Regions from separate parts of the Mus musculus genome. Here region 2 is linked to region 1. A link is a contact called in public HiChIP or PLAC-seq data. All regions are on one chromosome and are shown on one strand. The core of a region is the stretch at or near the end of the contact, and the rest is flanking DNA. Distances in the headings are between cores, read along the strand shown. Region 1 holds the start of Dgkz (diacylglycerol kinase zeta). Region 2 overlaps Phf21a (PHD finger protein 21A).

Region 1 (7,193 bases), core at 1,150-3,649:
GCCAGTGGCACCTTTCCTACTGAGCAGCTGATAGACAAACTCAGACTCCAGGTGTCTGGCATACATTTTCCCAAATATGAATGAGATGAGCCTGACACTTCAAAAACAGTATCAATATTTGTTTCCAACAAGAAATTTGAGTTTGAGCAGAACTCAGAGTTTTGGAAACTTTGTATCTCCCTTGTGATGGAGAGAGTAGCTTTCCCAGACAGGAAACTGTTAAGAGCAGTAGAGACCAAAGGTGATGATGTTTTGATGTTTTGTGAGGAAATGTATCAACCTTTGGAAAAATCAGTATAGCTTAGTACCACAGTGGTCTACACTGGCTTACACTTGTTGTTACAAAATGCAAGATAGCCCTGTAACAGGGCAAGCCTATGTCCCTAGCTGTTGAAAGAGGCCAAGGTAGGTGTTCACGTGAACTCAGGAGTTCCAGACTAGCCTGAACTACTTAAAAATAGCCCACCCCATACCCCCCGAAAGAAAATCATAACCTTGCAAGGTAGAACTTCATGTTTATTGGTAGGGTTTGGCACCTTGTACTGACCTTAGAATTAAGCCTTGTCAGCCTGCCCTGGTGCACACTAGTTTAATCCCAGCAGAGGCAGAGGCAGAGGCAGAGGCAGAGGCAGGCAGATCTTTGAGATAGTTTGAGGCTAGCCTCATAGTGAGTTCCAAGACAGCCAGGGCTACATATACATAGAAACCCTGCCTCAAAAGAAAGAAAGAAAAACAGAGAAAGAACACTGGTCGTGTTTTCTCGTGATGGCATAGAATAGCCGTAGTTATCTGGAAACCTGGTGAACTGTCCTTCCTTCCCTGACTTCACACACAGTGAGGCTCGCTCCTTCATGCTCCTCCACCAGGGCAGCCTGGTGTCTTGTGCAGGGACTTTACTTCGCAGGAACCAGCTGCTGCTAGAAAACCAGATATTAGGTTTGCAAAAGCATAAACTATGCCAGCATGATGGCTCAGCAGGTAAAGGCACTTGCCTCCAAGTTGGACTGTTGAATTTGATCACCAGGCTTCACATGTAGTCGGTGGCACTGGCACACATAGGACAAACAATAATGTTTTTAAGTTAAACAGTGTCTTTTTACTGATTTTGTTGTGTTTTATGCAATATTGTTCTCCCTCCCTCTCTGCCTTGCCTTCCCTTCCCTTCCCTTCCCTTCCCTTCCCTTCCCTTCCCTTCCCTTCCCTTCCCTTCCCTTCCCTTCCCTTCCCTTCCCTTCCCTTTCCCCTAGACAGGGTTTCTCTGTGTAGCCCTGGCTGGCCTAGAACTCACTATGTAGACTAGGTTAGCCTTGAACTCAGAGATCCACCTACCTCTGCCTCCTGAAAGATTAATGCTCTTAAATTTAGATTCTATTTGGTTAAGTCTTAGTGCCTATCACCTGCTCCCCAGACAAAATCCTTCTAGGAGTTTTAGAAATTATTATTTCTGGCTGGGTGCTGGTGGCGCACGCCTTTAATCCCAGCACTTGGGAGGCAGAGGCAGGCGGATTTCTGAGTTCAAGGCCAGCCTGGTCTACAGAGTGAGTTCCAGGACAGCCAGGGCTACACAGAGAAATCCTGTCTCGAAAAACCAAAAAAAAAAAAAAAGAAAAAGAAATTATTTCTGAAAAATGGGAAGTGCTTCTGGATTCGGGTGGGAACATGAGCGTAGGGGTTGGGAGGGGTTGGCAGGTGTCACACCGGCTGATCTCTCCTAAACATTCTTCTACTGGCCTGAACCCAGGCAGCTCAGCAAGGCCCCTGACCCCCTTGACAGGACCAGAAGAGCCAGGCTCTGGAGTCTTGGCTCAGCTACTCCTAAGACAGGAGTCACAGCTCCCAAGAGCCTCAGGTGCACCATCTGTTCAGCAGGGACAGTGCCTCCCGCACAGGGGAATTACCAGCCTCTTGGCTAATAATGTTGGTGAGAAAAGGCTGTCTAAGTTGTGAAACACTCAATAGATAATTATTTTTGTGGTTGTTTTGTCTGGAACCAGCGTGGTTAGCTGGCTAAGACCCTGTAAAACCTGTCCCATGGACATAGGAGGACAGTAAGCAATTGTCTCCTTTTCCTTAAAAGGGGGGCCCACTCCTGCCCTCCTATATACCCCATCTCCCCTGTGCAGACACTGTGTGGGCTGGCCTGTTACTGAAGGAAAGAGTGTATTGATGGCTGTCACTCGGCCTGGCTTGGGACGACGTGGGAGAGAGGTGCCAGGAGGCCAGGCTCCTGTGCTTAGCGTGTGCACCGCCCACCCTCCCACCCACCGCCTGCTGCCTGCCTGCTATAGGGCCAGGAGCCACCACTGGGAGAGGAAGTGCAGTCGGTTACCAATTGGGCTATTTTCATAACGGTTGTTGTCTCCGGCTTGGGGGAGGAGGGTGGTGAGGGGGAGGGGGCAGCGGAGCCACTGCAGCTAGCTGTCCAAACTAGGACTTGCTCTGCAGAGGCCGGCAATCCCAGCAAACTGGAGCAAGAGCAGAGGCGCCTGGGACCCCAGTCCCCACCTGCTTGTCCTTCCAGATCAGGTCAAAAGGGGGGGGGGTCCTCACTCTTCCTTAACTCCTGCTCCCTTCTGTGACTGGGTGGATCTGGGGAGGGTAGATCAGGGCAGGCCCAGGCACCACCATCTCCAGATAAGGGCTTCCCTGCCAGCCCCCCCTCGGTCTGATGGAAAGGAGCTGGGCCTGCTGGGCCCCCCACGCCTGGGCAGGCCCTGAAAGAAATACTTGGCTCTCATTTAGCTCTCTTACCCTTCAGCCCTGGCCCACCCATTTACCTGCATGTTGTCCTTGTGTTTGGAGCAGAATCTCTTTAGTGAGGAGACCTGGTAAAGTCCGCACCCTGCCTGATCAGCCCAGGCCAGCCTAGACGAGCTGGCTGCCTTCCCAGATTTCCTCTCTTCCCCCTGACCCCTGGGGCTGTGGGAGCCGAGCAGCCAGGGCTGGCTTCTGGCAAGCAGTCCCTCCGACCAGGCAGGCCTTCATTCTGGGACTGGTAGAGAACAGGTGCCCTACCCAGGCCAGCCTTCATGGAGCAGAGGCCTTCCCATGGCGTGAAGTAGCTACTGTGGCAAGACCCAACTGGTGTCCTGTGCAGGTCCCTCTGGAGGCTGAGGGGTCCCGGAGGACCCGCCTCATGCCAGGTGCAGAGGGCATTCCTCAGGAACAGACGCCCGGGTGGCATGGCTGTATGGCTTTCTTCCTCATGTGGTGAGCGGTGGCCACCCTGGGCACTCCTGCTTCCTTTTCTGGGTTCCCACCCCCGCTGTGGGCAGAAACAAACCTCAGGAGGTGGCACGACCATAGGCCCTGCGGTTCTACCGTGTCCTAGGTCTGCCAGGTAGCATCAGGTGCTTTCTGTGCATCCTTGCAGAGTGACCCTCATGCTGGCCTGTGGTGGTTGGACCCACCTTGCACATGGAAAAGTAGATGGGTGGCTAGTTGATCTGCTGAGGGTGTGTAGTGTACATGCTAGGTTCCTAAGTGCTTGCTTGCTTACTTACTTATTTATTTACAAACATGTCTCATGTAGCCCAGGCTGACATTGAACTTGTATCCTTCAAGATGGTCTTGCCTCCTGCCTCTGCCTCCCAAGTGCTGGGGATTACAGGGTCACACCACTATACCAGGTTTTTCCTAGTAGCCAGCATCAAATGTGAGGTGGTTTGGCTAGGGGCCAGCGGCCCTTCCTAGCAGGTGGTTGAGGAAGCATGTGGCTTGCTCATGCCGTCCCCCCATCTCCCATACGCCCTGCCCTCATCAGGCTCTCAGAGGCCAGCTGGAGATTAATGTGGCCCTCTGAGACATTTTTATATTGTCCTCCTTGAGTATGGCTGGGTGCCCCAGACAAGCCCAGGAAGCCTAGGAGGCAGCCATTTTGCTGTGCTGTCAGTGTGAGAACCTTCTAGGGCCTCCCCCAAGACAGTGTGGTGTGTGGAGGTGATAAGGGATGGAGTGAGAAGAGGTGACCACTCAAGCGGAACCATGGGAGAACTCCAGACCCAAACAGGGCTTCTTTTGTTTGCCTGCCTTTTAGTTAAGTTAGTTAATTAAGATGGGGGTCTCACTATGTAGCCCTGGCTGTCTTGGAACTTGCTTTGTCAACCAGGTTAGCCTCAAAGTCACAGAGAACCACCTACCTCTGCTTCTGAAGTCCTGGGACTAAGGGAGTGAACTTCCATGCCAAGGTTTTGTTTTGTTTTGTTTTGTTTTTCCTTTTGCATTTCTTTTTAAAACAGTTGTAGCCCAGGCTGGCCTAGAATTCATTATCTAGCCTAGGTTGGCTTCAGACATTCAGCAGTCTTCCTGTCTCAGCTTTCCAAGTGCTGGGATAATGGGCATGAACTGCCATGGAGAAGCAGGATAGGAAGAGATCGGCAGAGATAGGAAGTGAAGAGTCAGGCTATCTCTGGCCAGCAGACCAATGTTTCTATGGAGATGAGCTGAACAGGAAACATGGGACCAGCGGGAGGGGCAGTGGGAACCCAGTGGTGTTTGGGGTGGTAGTGTCCCTCAGGAGAGCTTGCCGGAAGATGTCGACTAGTCGTAACAGTCTTCTTAGGTAAACAGGGAAACTGAGGCCTGTGGCCACAGCCGTAGGCACAGGCTTGGCCTTGTGCACCCTGAGCAGCTGAGGAAGCTTGTTGTCCCGGAGCACCCGGCAGCGTGTGGCTTCTCTAGTTGTGCATGTAAGCTGCCATGTGTCCTAACAAGGGCTGCTTCCTTCTTGTCTGGTCATGCAGGTCTGAGACAGCAGGGAAGGCCCAGCCTTTACCCCTGACCAGAGAGCATAGCACCACCTCCCCCACAGTGACTGTGGCCTTTTGTTTTCTGGGTGACACAAGCTAGCTTCAGGGGTGTGATGCGTCTGGGTGACTAATCTCCTCCAGGCCGGGCAGCTGTCACAGTGGCCCGAGCAGACTGGTGGGGAAAGCTGACACCCTAGGGGAGAGCTGGCACACTAGTGCCCTGGCGGCAGCAGGCAGCTGGGCCTGCAGGTTCCACAGAAAATGGACCCTAACTCAAGTAGCCCACACTGGCTGGCTGTGTGACCTGGGCGTGCTCTTGCTACTTTCTTATAATGAAGCTGTGGCCGTGCCTCCCTCAGAGGCTCTGGTAGGATCAGTGAGGTGGTGGAGGGCTCACCCATGGTCTGGCACAGAGTAGCACTAGATGGCTGTGACTAGTGTGGGCCTTTCTCTAGCCCGTCTCACCTCCATCCCAGGGTCTACCATCTGCTCCATACTCGCTGCCTGTGGGCTTTGTGTGTGCTACCCTTGGTGCCTTAGCTTGCTTCTTCATCTGGTGCATGCTTCTCTCTCTCTCTCTCTCTCTGTGTGTGTGTGTGTGTGTGTGTGTGTGTGTGTGTACACCTATCTAACTATCTTTCCCCCACCCCCTCTGTGTATATGTAGTGGACCCATTAACTGTTAGCTGGATGAAACCAGCCCTCTTGCCAGTGTCGGCTCTTATGTTTCTGGAACTCACCTCCTGTCCAGTCTCAATGCTGCTTTGCTTGCGCAGTCCCCCCACCCTCCCACCCCTTGCTCACTGATTGCAGGAGCTCTGTCCCCTGGGCCCACTTCTTTTCTCTGCCACACCCTATACTGGCTCTACCGCTGCCTGCTGAGACCTATATCGAGGATAGACAGAGGGCAGAGAGCAGGTGCTGCATAGATCAGGTGGGCCTGTCTTCCCAGGCTGTGCTCCCAGGCAGCCCTTCCTCTCCACCACTGCTCTGGACTTCAGCCAGACCCTCGGCAGGCAGAAATTGTGTCATCCAGTAGCACTCGTGGATGTGACTTGGGCTTCCATGGCTGCTCTTTGGAGCCATCTCCCTCAGCTGATTGGGGGCTTCCTGCCATTCCTCAAGTGTAGAAGAGGTGTGAGCACAGGAGTTGGTCCCCGGGGCCTGGGAAGGAGGAAAGATAGACCAGGGAGTAAAGAAATAGGTGTCTGGATAGCGTGCATGGCCTGGTACACACCCAGGGAAGAGCCCAGGCCCCTGCTCTCTGCATAGACGTGTGAGCCTGAGGACAGTATGTTGCGCTGAATCCCTCCGTAGGAAGGCTTAAGGGGTTTGGGGACCTCACACCTTGGGATCCCCATATTGCAGTCTTTGGAACAGTGAGACAGAGTCATTCATTACCAGAAAGTTCTTAGAGATGTGTGCACATGGCATCTAGCATCAGCGTTCTCTTAGCCAGAACCTCTTGCTGTATCCCCCACACCAAGACAATAACACTCTTGGGGCAGGCCGTGCTTTTCCAATTCTCAGAAGCCCAGTCTCCCAGTAACTAAACCCAAGGTTTGGGCTGAATATAGGGATTTTATCAGGACTCAGAGCCTTCGCAGAGAACCCACGTTTAGTATTTTTGCTTAATTGCACTGTATCCCAGGAGAGGAACCCAACCTGTTCCATGTGTGGGCAAAAGGAAGACCAGATGAGAGGGACAGGCCCCAGAGCCCTTGTAGTCTACCCAGGCAGAGTCTGGGTCCCAGGTTACCTTTTGCTTCCATTTCTGGCAAGGCAGTTGAAGTCCTTTAGGCTCAGATCTCTGTTGTTTCTGGTGCCTGGGCAGGTGAGGCCCCATCTCCTAAGAACTCCTGGGGTAGAATTTAGGGAATGCTTGCAGGGAGCAGTGTTTATACTCCAGTAACCAAGCTTGGGTTCCCCTGCTCTTCCTGGTACCTTCAAGCTCTTTTCACAGAGGACAGAGGGTCCTCATCCCTAACACCTATGTGTCCCTTCTTTGCTTATGGGACACAGCTGTGCTTCAGCTTGGCCCAGCTCCTGACACTCCCAGTCTGTATGCCCAACAGCCCCTGGCATGGAGACCTTCTTTAGGAAGCATTTCCAACGAAAGGCACGAGGTCCCGGAGAGAGGCAGCGGCGGTCCAGTGGCGTGGGGCTGCCCACAGGCAAGGCTCGACGCCGCTCCCCTGCAGGGCAGGCGTCCTCTTCACTGGCCCAGAGGCGCCGCTCCAGTGCACAGCTCCAGGGCTGTTTTCCCAGCTGCGGGGTGGGCACGAGAGGTGCCAGCCGCAGGCGATCCAGCACTGCACCCCCTACCTGCAATCCCCGCTTCATGGTGGATGTGGTGCCTACCCTACAGCCTGTCACAGTTGGGGCCCAGCTTCTGGGTGCACCCCTGCTGTTGGCTGGGCTCACAAGCATGAAGGAGGAAGAGGAG
Region 2 (7,519 bases), core at 4,473-6,972, 250 kb before region 1:
ATTAGGTATTTTCTTCATTTACATTTCAAATGCTATCCCGAAAGTCCCCCATACCCTCCCCCCCTTACATGCTTTCTTATACCAAGAATATTCTCTTTCCTTTTACCTATGCAAATCTCATTCAGAAACTAGAGCCCAGATAAAGACTCATCATTGACAGAGACCTTCTCTGCTACCATATTCCCTAGTCACCCTCTTTATACTTCCAGGATATCTACCATCTTTCTGAGCCCTGCCTATATTTAGAACTTAACCACATAGTACTTAATGTTGTAATATATATATATGACTTTATAGACCTAATAGAAATATACACACATACAGGTACACAGGCATATGCACACACACAAATGTATGCCGAAACACATATGCACACACATGTAAAAATGATACCTTGTACATTACTTTTCGATCTTAAATCAAAAGCACAAATAAACTAATACACATAGATTTCACTGACCCTACCCTTAAACTAGAGCCCAGATACTTAGGCTTTTAATTTCATAGTTCCCCAGAAGAACCTGAACATTCATCAGATTAGAGAACGCTGCCTAGCTTCCAGTGCTCCACTGCCTTTTGTGCCTTTGTGCCCTCAAAGAGCCTAAAACTAGAATGAACACTTCTGAGGATCCAAGCCGCCCCTTTATCCCATAGCACAGAGGTCTAAGAAATCCAGACAACTGGGGCTGGTGAGATGGCTCAGTGGGTAAGAGCACCCGACTGCTCTTCCGAAGGTTCAGAGTTCAAATCCCAGCAACCACATGGTGGCTCACAACCATCCTTAACAAGATCTGACTCCCTCTTCTGGATTGGTCTGAAGACAGCTACAGTGTACTTACATATAATAAATAAATGAATCTTTAAAAATATCTTTAAAAAAAAAAAAAAAAGAATTTTAAAAAAGAAATCCAGACAACTAACTAAAAATCCACAAAAGATAAAGGAAGACAAAATACAGCCTACACTCCAGACTCACTACTTTCAATCTTAGAACTACATCTTTCATTAAGCTATAAATACATGAATGAAAGTCATAAGAATCCCAAATTCACAGGAAGGTGTAGTGGACAGTGGTTACTTCTTGACCAATGGCTGCAGTCTTTAAGCATCACAGCAGTGCACAGCAAAGTCAATATGCTTGCAAAGTATCCAACTGGCTGATGCCTGAGATGGAGAGGCCAGAGAGCAAGGGAGGAAATCTTCTCAGTACAGTATAGTGATGATGATGGCGATGGCCATGACTTACAAACTTCTCCTACAATATACACAAAACTTGTTTAAGTCGCTTGTTTTGTGGTAGAAGAAATGAACAGAAATAGGCCTTGCTTCATCATATTATAAAGTAGAAAAATCATCAAAAGTTTCTACAGCTCTAAGCTATAAATGTTTTGAGTCTAATCACGGTGAAAACTTAATTACAGATCAGACTCAGTAATTCATTCCATATCCCAAGACAACTCAAACTCAGTCTTAACAGTCAGTTAACCTCAAGACCAAAGCTCCTGCCATCATCAACAAAAACAACAAAGGTATCTACAAGGCATTATAAAAGAGCCTGGGCTTATCTTGGTGTACAGGGACTTAAGCTAGTGCCTCCTATTAACACTAATGGGAGTTTGGAGCACAGACCATCAGCACTAAGGAGGAGGGGGAAGGCCCAGCTCTACATCAGAGAGGCCCTGCAAGCACACTAACTGCAACTCCTGGGAGTTCTGATCTCAGAATTGGGGCAAGAGACCCAAATTCCTGTCTCTGAAGCACAACTACAATTCAAATAAAAGCCACTAAGGAAGGTCACTTGGTAAACACCAGACTTAGAAAGAAAGGGAAGGAGGAAGGGAGGGAAGGAAGTAAGGAAGGAGGGAGGGAGGGAGAGTAAGAGGGGGGTACATTTAAAGAAAAATTAATTGTTTTTTAATTAAAGCACAATAAACTCAAATACAGTGAGAAGCTTATCCAAAGAAACATGCACACAACACAAAAACTCCTCCCTGGTACACTACAACCCTGTTTTTAAACATGGAGAAACCCTGCAGTCCTGACAGCCAAGAAAACCAGAACTTCCCAGACAAACAGATAATGATCCCAAGCTGCCACTGACAGCCAAACAATCTAAATAAAACACCAGCTCCTTAACCTTACTGTGAGCTGCCATACTTCCCTTAGATGCAGGACTGCTGGCCTAACCAGGCTAGAAGATGAGCAGGTAACTTCAGGCTCTGGAAATTCTCCCCCTCCTCTCCCTCTCCCCCTCTCCCCCTTCTCTCCCTTCTCTTTGCAAACACAGGCACAAAGGCAATGATGCTCTTTGAGCTGATGAGGTTTTAGAAAGGCAAGTTTGGTGTGGCATAGGAAACTAAGAGCAGGCCTTGTTGAAGTAATGACAGAAAAAAAAAGAAAAAGAAGGCTTTCCCAAATCCAATTCAAAGATTAAAACAATGGACATTTATTTTAGCTAACAGGCAGTGGCAACAATTCACTTTCTTAAAAAGAGTTATTAAAATCTTCCCCGTGCACGTCTCAAAAGAAACTCAGGACCTTTCCACCTACTAAGTTGACGACATACACAGAGCCCTTACTCAGGCCTAAAGACTAAATCTGATTCCTGTACAATTTACATCTAAAAACCCTGTGTGGTCAACATATCGATTCTTGACCATCACTGCTGTACTAGTGAGCATCTATCTTCTCTGTACTCTCAGATGTGCTGATGAGAAATTGAAACATTACAATACGCTAGGACTCCTAACTTTTCAAATAAAACCACCAAGAAACAGAAGTGTGAAACATACAGCCTCCATCCTGCTAAGCAGTCCTAAAACTTGAAAGTGAAAGCAATACAGACCGCAAAAGAAGTTGTTTGCTTGATGGTAATGCTAGCCTTTAAAATCAAAAATATGTTCTGTTACAGAAGACTGAAATAAGGGCTTCCATTAACCTTGTTTAAAAAAAAAAAAATCCCATGAGCATAGATTTTTTTCCCTAAGTCTCTTCATCAGAGCAGCATGGGGTCCCATTAGGCACCCTATTTTACTTCCACCTTATAAATAACGTTAGCTGTTCACTATTTCCATGGAAACCAAGTACAGTGGAACCCACTTAAATGAATACCGGTTAAAGGAATAGTTTTATTTGAGAAGGTTTTTGCTGCTCTAGATGAACTCTACTGGGGAATACTACAAAGTCTCCTTAAGTATAATTTTTAAAAGTATATCTTTGGTGTAGAGGGAGCTTATTAAAGGTCCTGTTAAGCAAGTACACTCCTTGCACTAAACTAAATATGCCAAACAACATCATAACATTAAAGATGCATTTCCCATGCACTGCATGGGGGTTTGAATGCACAACTTGCACTGACTAGACTTCTTCATGCATTGGGGTGGAATAATTACCCCTCTGGGTCTAATTTAAACTAATAAAACAAGAAATTCAGTAAGGCTAGCATCACCTTTACTGACTAGTAATAAATGGGTCCCACACTGCAGGTACACGTGCAACTTACTGCCCTAGAGAAGAGCAGACAGGGGGCAGAAAACTAAGCTCTCCTCATCACTGGTACCTGGTTTAAGATCAACAAACAGTCCAAATTCCTGGCTCAGCAAAGTACTCTACAAGTTACAACAGGAATGCTTAACACACAATCAGTCTGAATACAAAGAGAATACTCATAAGGAAGTGTATGCGACAGGGTGATTTACAACTCTGTCATACAGTTTCCTGCGCTAAAATTCTAAAAATGATGATTATAGGTGTCAAATATAAAAAGTTACAGCCAAATGTACACAAAATAAGGTACAACCTATAAGAGTAAATTTAAAAGTAATTATCAGACTTTCTAAAGTTCTGGAGATGTAGCTCAGTTGGTAAAGTGCTTGCTCAGCATGTGGAAGACCTGGTTCAAGGCCAGCACCACATGAGCTGGCATAATGGTACATGCCTAACAACCCCAACACTCAGGATGTGGAGGCAAGATCACAAGTTGTAGGGTCTGGTGATGCACACATTTAATCCCAGCACTCTGGAGGCAGAAGCAGGCTGGCCTCGAACTCAGAAATCCACCTGCCTCTGCCTCCCGAGTGCTGGGATAAAAGGTGTGCGCGCCACCACACCCGGCTTCAACATAAAATTTTAAAGGGTTTTGAACAACTGCTGAGCAGGGTAGCACATATCTTTAATCCCAGCACATGGAAAGCAGAAGCAGGTGCATCTTTTTAATTCAAGGCCTGCCTGGTCTATATTTATAGTGAATTCCAGGACAGCCAGTACTACACATAGAGATGGAGAGAGAGAGAGAGAGAGAGAGAGAGAGAGAGAGAGAGAGAGAGAGAGAGAGAGAGAAAGAGAGAGAGAGAGAGAGAGAGAGAGAGAGAGAGAGAGAGAGAGAGAGAGAGAGAGATTAAAAAAAACATGTCTTCATGTATATCTCAAAGAATAAACTACCTATTTTTAAGACCCTGGTATAGTCCTTAAAAGCTACTGAATTTATACCCAACATAATCATTAATTTAAGTAACCACAATTAATTTTCAAATTTTAGAAGTTACAGTGATGGTTCAGAGGCTAAGAACACTGGCTGCTCTTCCAGAGGGCCGGGGTTCGATTCCCAGACTCACAGGGTAGCTCACAGCCATCTGCAACTCCAATTCCAGAGAATCCAATCCTCTTTTCTGACCTACTCAGGTACGAGGCACACAAATGGTACACAGACATACATATAGACAAAACACTCATAAATATAAAATAATAAAATTAAATTTCCAAATTTTACATTTCCAAGTGAACAATATAGTTAACAATTCAATACGGGTTGTGTTGGCACATGCCTTCAATCTCAGCACTTGAGAGGTAGAGGCAGGCAGATCTCAGTGAATTTGAGGCCAACCTGGTCTCCAGAGAGTATTCCAGGACAGCCATGGATACACAGATAAACTCTGTTTCAAAAACAAAAAACTACCAGCTGGTATTTGGCAATTATCAACTAATGAACCATACATTACCGATATATACTAATAAGACAACATAAACCTATTTTGCATTTTACAAACCCAAACAATTCTAATTTCTATATTAATAAGTTAAAAAACTTGTAAAAGCAGTAATATAAAATATCTCTTTTCTTCTGTTAGGTCCCTACCACTACAGAGAGATCTAATTCATTAAAGTCTTAGTTTTATTAGTGGCAAGCCTGACATCTCTACTTCACCCTCTACCAAAAATACAGCAATTTCTGAGGTAAAAGGTCTTTTGTTTTTGCTTTGGGCTTGGGTTGGTTGGCTTGTTGACACAGACAGGGTCTCTGCATTAGATAGCCCTGGCTGTCCTGGAATGCTCTATGTAAACCAGGCTGGCCTCTTAACTCAGAGCTCTCCTGCCTCTGCCTCTCAAAGGCATGTGTCCACACCCTGCTTTCAGAGCTTTTTTTAGTCTTCCCCTTTGTTCAGACTTAGAACGGTTCACCGATATTCTGCTACTTTGCCAGTAATTTTAAGTTACTTATCCAAAGCCCAGCTGAGGTCCTGAAATTGGGGAATGGAGTTTCACAAACTGCTAAAGTTTTAAGGTTGTGATAATGGCTCTTTACTTTAAAACTACCAATTACAACAGTATTCTGTGTTCAGAAGAAACAGAAATAAAAATGATGTCTGTGGAGGAGTGGTATGCAATACAGGGGTGGGGGTGGGGAAGGCAGGGTGTGTGCAAAGACAACGGAAGCCAAGAGGAAGCAGGTAGAGAAGAGGGCACAGAAACACTGTGTAAGCGATGTATGAAGGCAACCAAACACCACCTTGCTACACATAGGTATTGGACAGGTTCTGGGATGGCCAGAGCAGGTGCTCACCCAAGATAGATTGGCACCAATCTCTACAAATTAAGCAGGGAAAAACTTCTGAAAACATCAACCACAACCAATACAGAATCTAGATCTAATCTGTATATTTATTAAAATGAAACTCACTTCTAAAATATCCCAATTTTCACTCAACCATGCAAAACAACTTCCATACATCCTGCATGTGGCTGATGTAAAGAAAACATACTGAGGCTGGGGTTGTAGCACAATGGGAGAGCATTAGCTTAGCATGTATGAGGCCTGAGTTTTGTCTTAACAGAAGCAAACCACCACCTGATATGCTTCAGTGGGCGAGCACTTACCTAGGAGCTACCATACCTAGGTGCTAGCCCATCCACCTCTCCCAAACCAAACAGGGCTCATGAGATGACTCAGAGAGAAAGGGCCTTTGCTACCAGGCCTGGAAATCTGAGTTCAATCCCCAGAACGCACATGGTAGAAAAAAAAAGTGATTCCCCAAACTCTCTTCTGACTGCCACAAGGCATGAAAGCATGCACACACACACACACATATGGACATATGCATACACACACATACTAAATAAAAATTTTTAAAAATTACTTTATGCTAATTTTAAAGCTAAAACTTTTTAATAAATATAATATAAAATTTTTTATTTACTATTTATGTACTCTAAAATGATGCTTTTTTTAATAAAAGAAACTATATACCCTCTATAATACTGCTGAATTTTTAAAATACCTGTTGGGCAAAAGTATAGCACTTTGTTAGAACAAACTTGGAATTTTAATTCAGAAATAAAAACAATGTTTTTGGAATAGAGACAAAATAAACTATAGTAAACACTCTGACTCACCCATCAGGCCTTCATCAGATGGTACAGCTGGTTAGTGAGAACAAAGCAGTAATGGATGCTGTTAGGTTACTGTAACTCAAATGCTTGCATGGAGAACATACTAGTATTCAGGTGTCTGTGTAAGCTATTACAGATATTATATATATATATATTACACACTTGATGAATCCCTGAGGGTTAAACATCACAAATGTTTCAGATACAAATCAGAAGTCAATTAAATAAAAATGTTACATACTTAATCTTTCCCCCTTCTTCAATTACTAGGAGGATGGGTGGGTAGGGGAGTGGGGGGGTGGGTATGGGGGACTTTTGGGATAGCATTGGAAATGTAAATGAGGAAGATACCTAATAAAAAATTTAAAAAAAATTACTAGGAGGAGATGGGAGAAGAAGAAAGGCATACAGACATGTTAATAATATAGTAAAATCTCAATTCTCTACCAAAATATACAAACTCTTATTTCAGAGATCACTGTAGTTTTTTTGATGATCAACCTGTGCCAGGCCTGTTGCTAGGTTAGGCACAGGTAGCTTATGACAGTTGTATAAAGAGAAGGAATAACAAGTAATGTAAGACCAGATACCACGTGAAAGGGATCTCACAAAGGCAAATAGGAAAGCAAATAGACCATGGCTGTCGCTCCTAGAAAGCACTGTGTAGCCTTCACACCGCTGGGGCTCCACAGCTGTACCTGTCAGGTCCTACCCCTGAGCCTACATTAAGGGCAGAATACATAACTGGCCAACTTCGACAGACTGCCTGGCTGATTAGCACCTTGAAATAGACTACTCTTGACTTGATGCTAAGTGATGCTGAGGGGCCACTATAAACTCCATCATGAGCTTG

What was found. HiChIP or PLAC-seq counts read pairs in DNA pulled down with a chosen protein or histone mark.
Region 2: a contact with region 1 is called in a FOXA1 HiChIP or PLAC-seq map of pancreatic cancer cells. The contact joins the enhancer-like site here to the promoter of Dgkz in region 1. A contact is called at or near these places in 2 of 484 Hi-C or Micro-C datasets (B cells and memory CD8 T cells) and 4 of 115 datasets of contacts at active chromatin or transcription factors (embryonic stem cells, extraembryonic endoderm stem cells, pancreatic cancer cells and 1 more).

What each region holds. Positions count from the first base shown.
Region 1 is chr2:91,945,554-91,952,746 of GRCm38.p6, reverse strand. Dgkz (diacylglycerol kinase zeta) reads left to right here and starts at 2,399. Exons shown (of 32, transcript NM_001166597.1): 1 at 2,399-2,526; 2 at 6,823-7,193. The coding sequence starts at 6,831.
Region 2 is chr2:92,200,689-92,208,207 of GRCm38.p6, reverse strand. The region is part of intron 1 of Phf21a (PHD finger protein 21A); the gene reads right to left. Among named protein-coding and RNA genes, the nearest start is that of Mir1955, 12 kb to the right of the region's middle. Within about 2 kb of position 5,722, at least 42 of the 459 cell types and tissues checked have an H3K27ac peak or open chromatin away from gene starts, as enhancers often do. A contact at or near this core is called in B cells, embryonic stem cells, extraembryonic endoderm stem cells and 2 more, where this site is marked.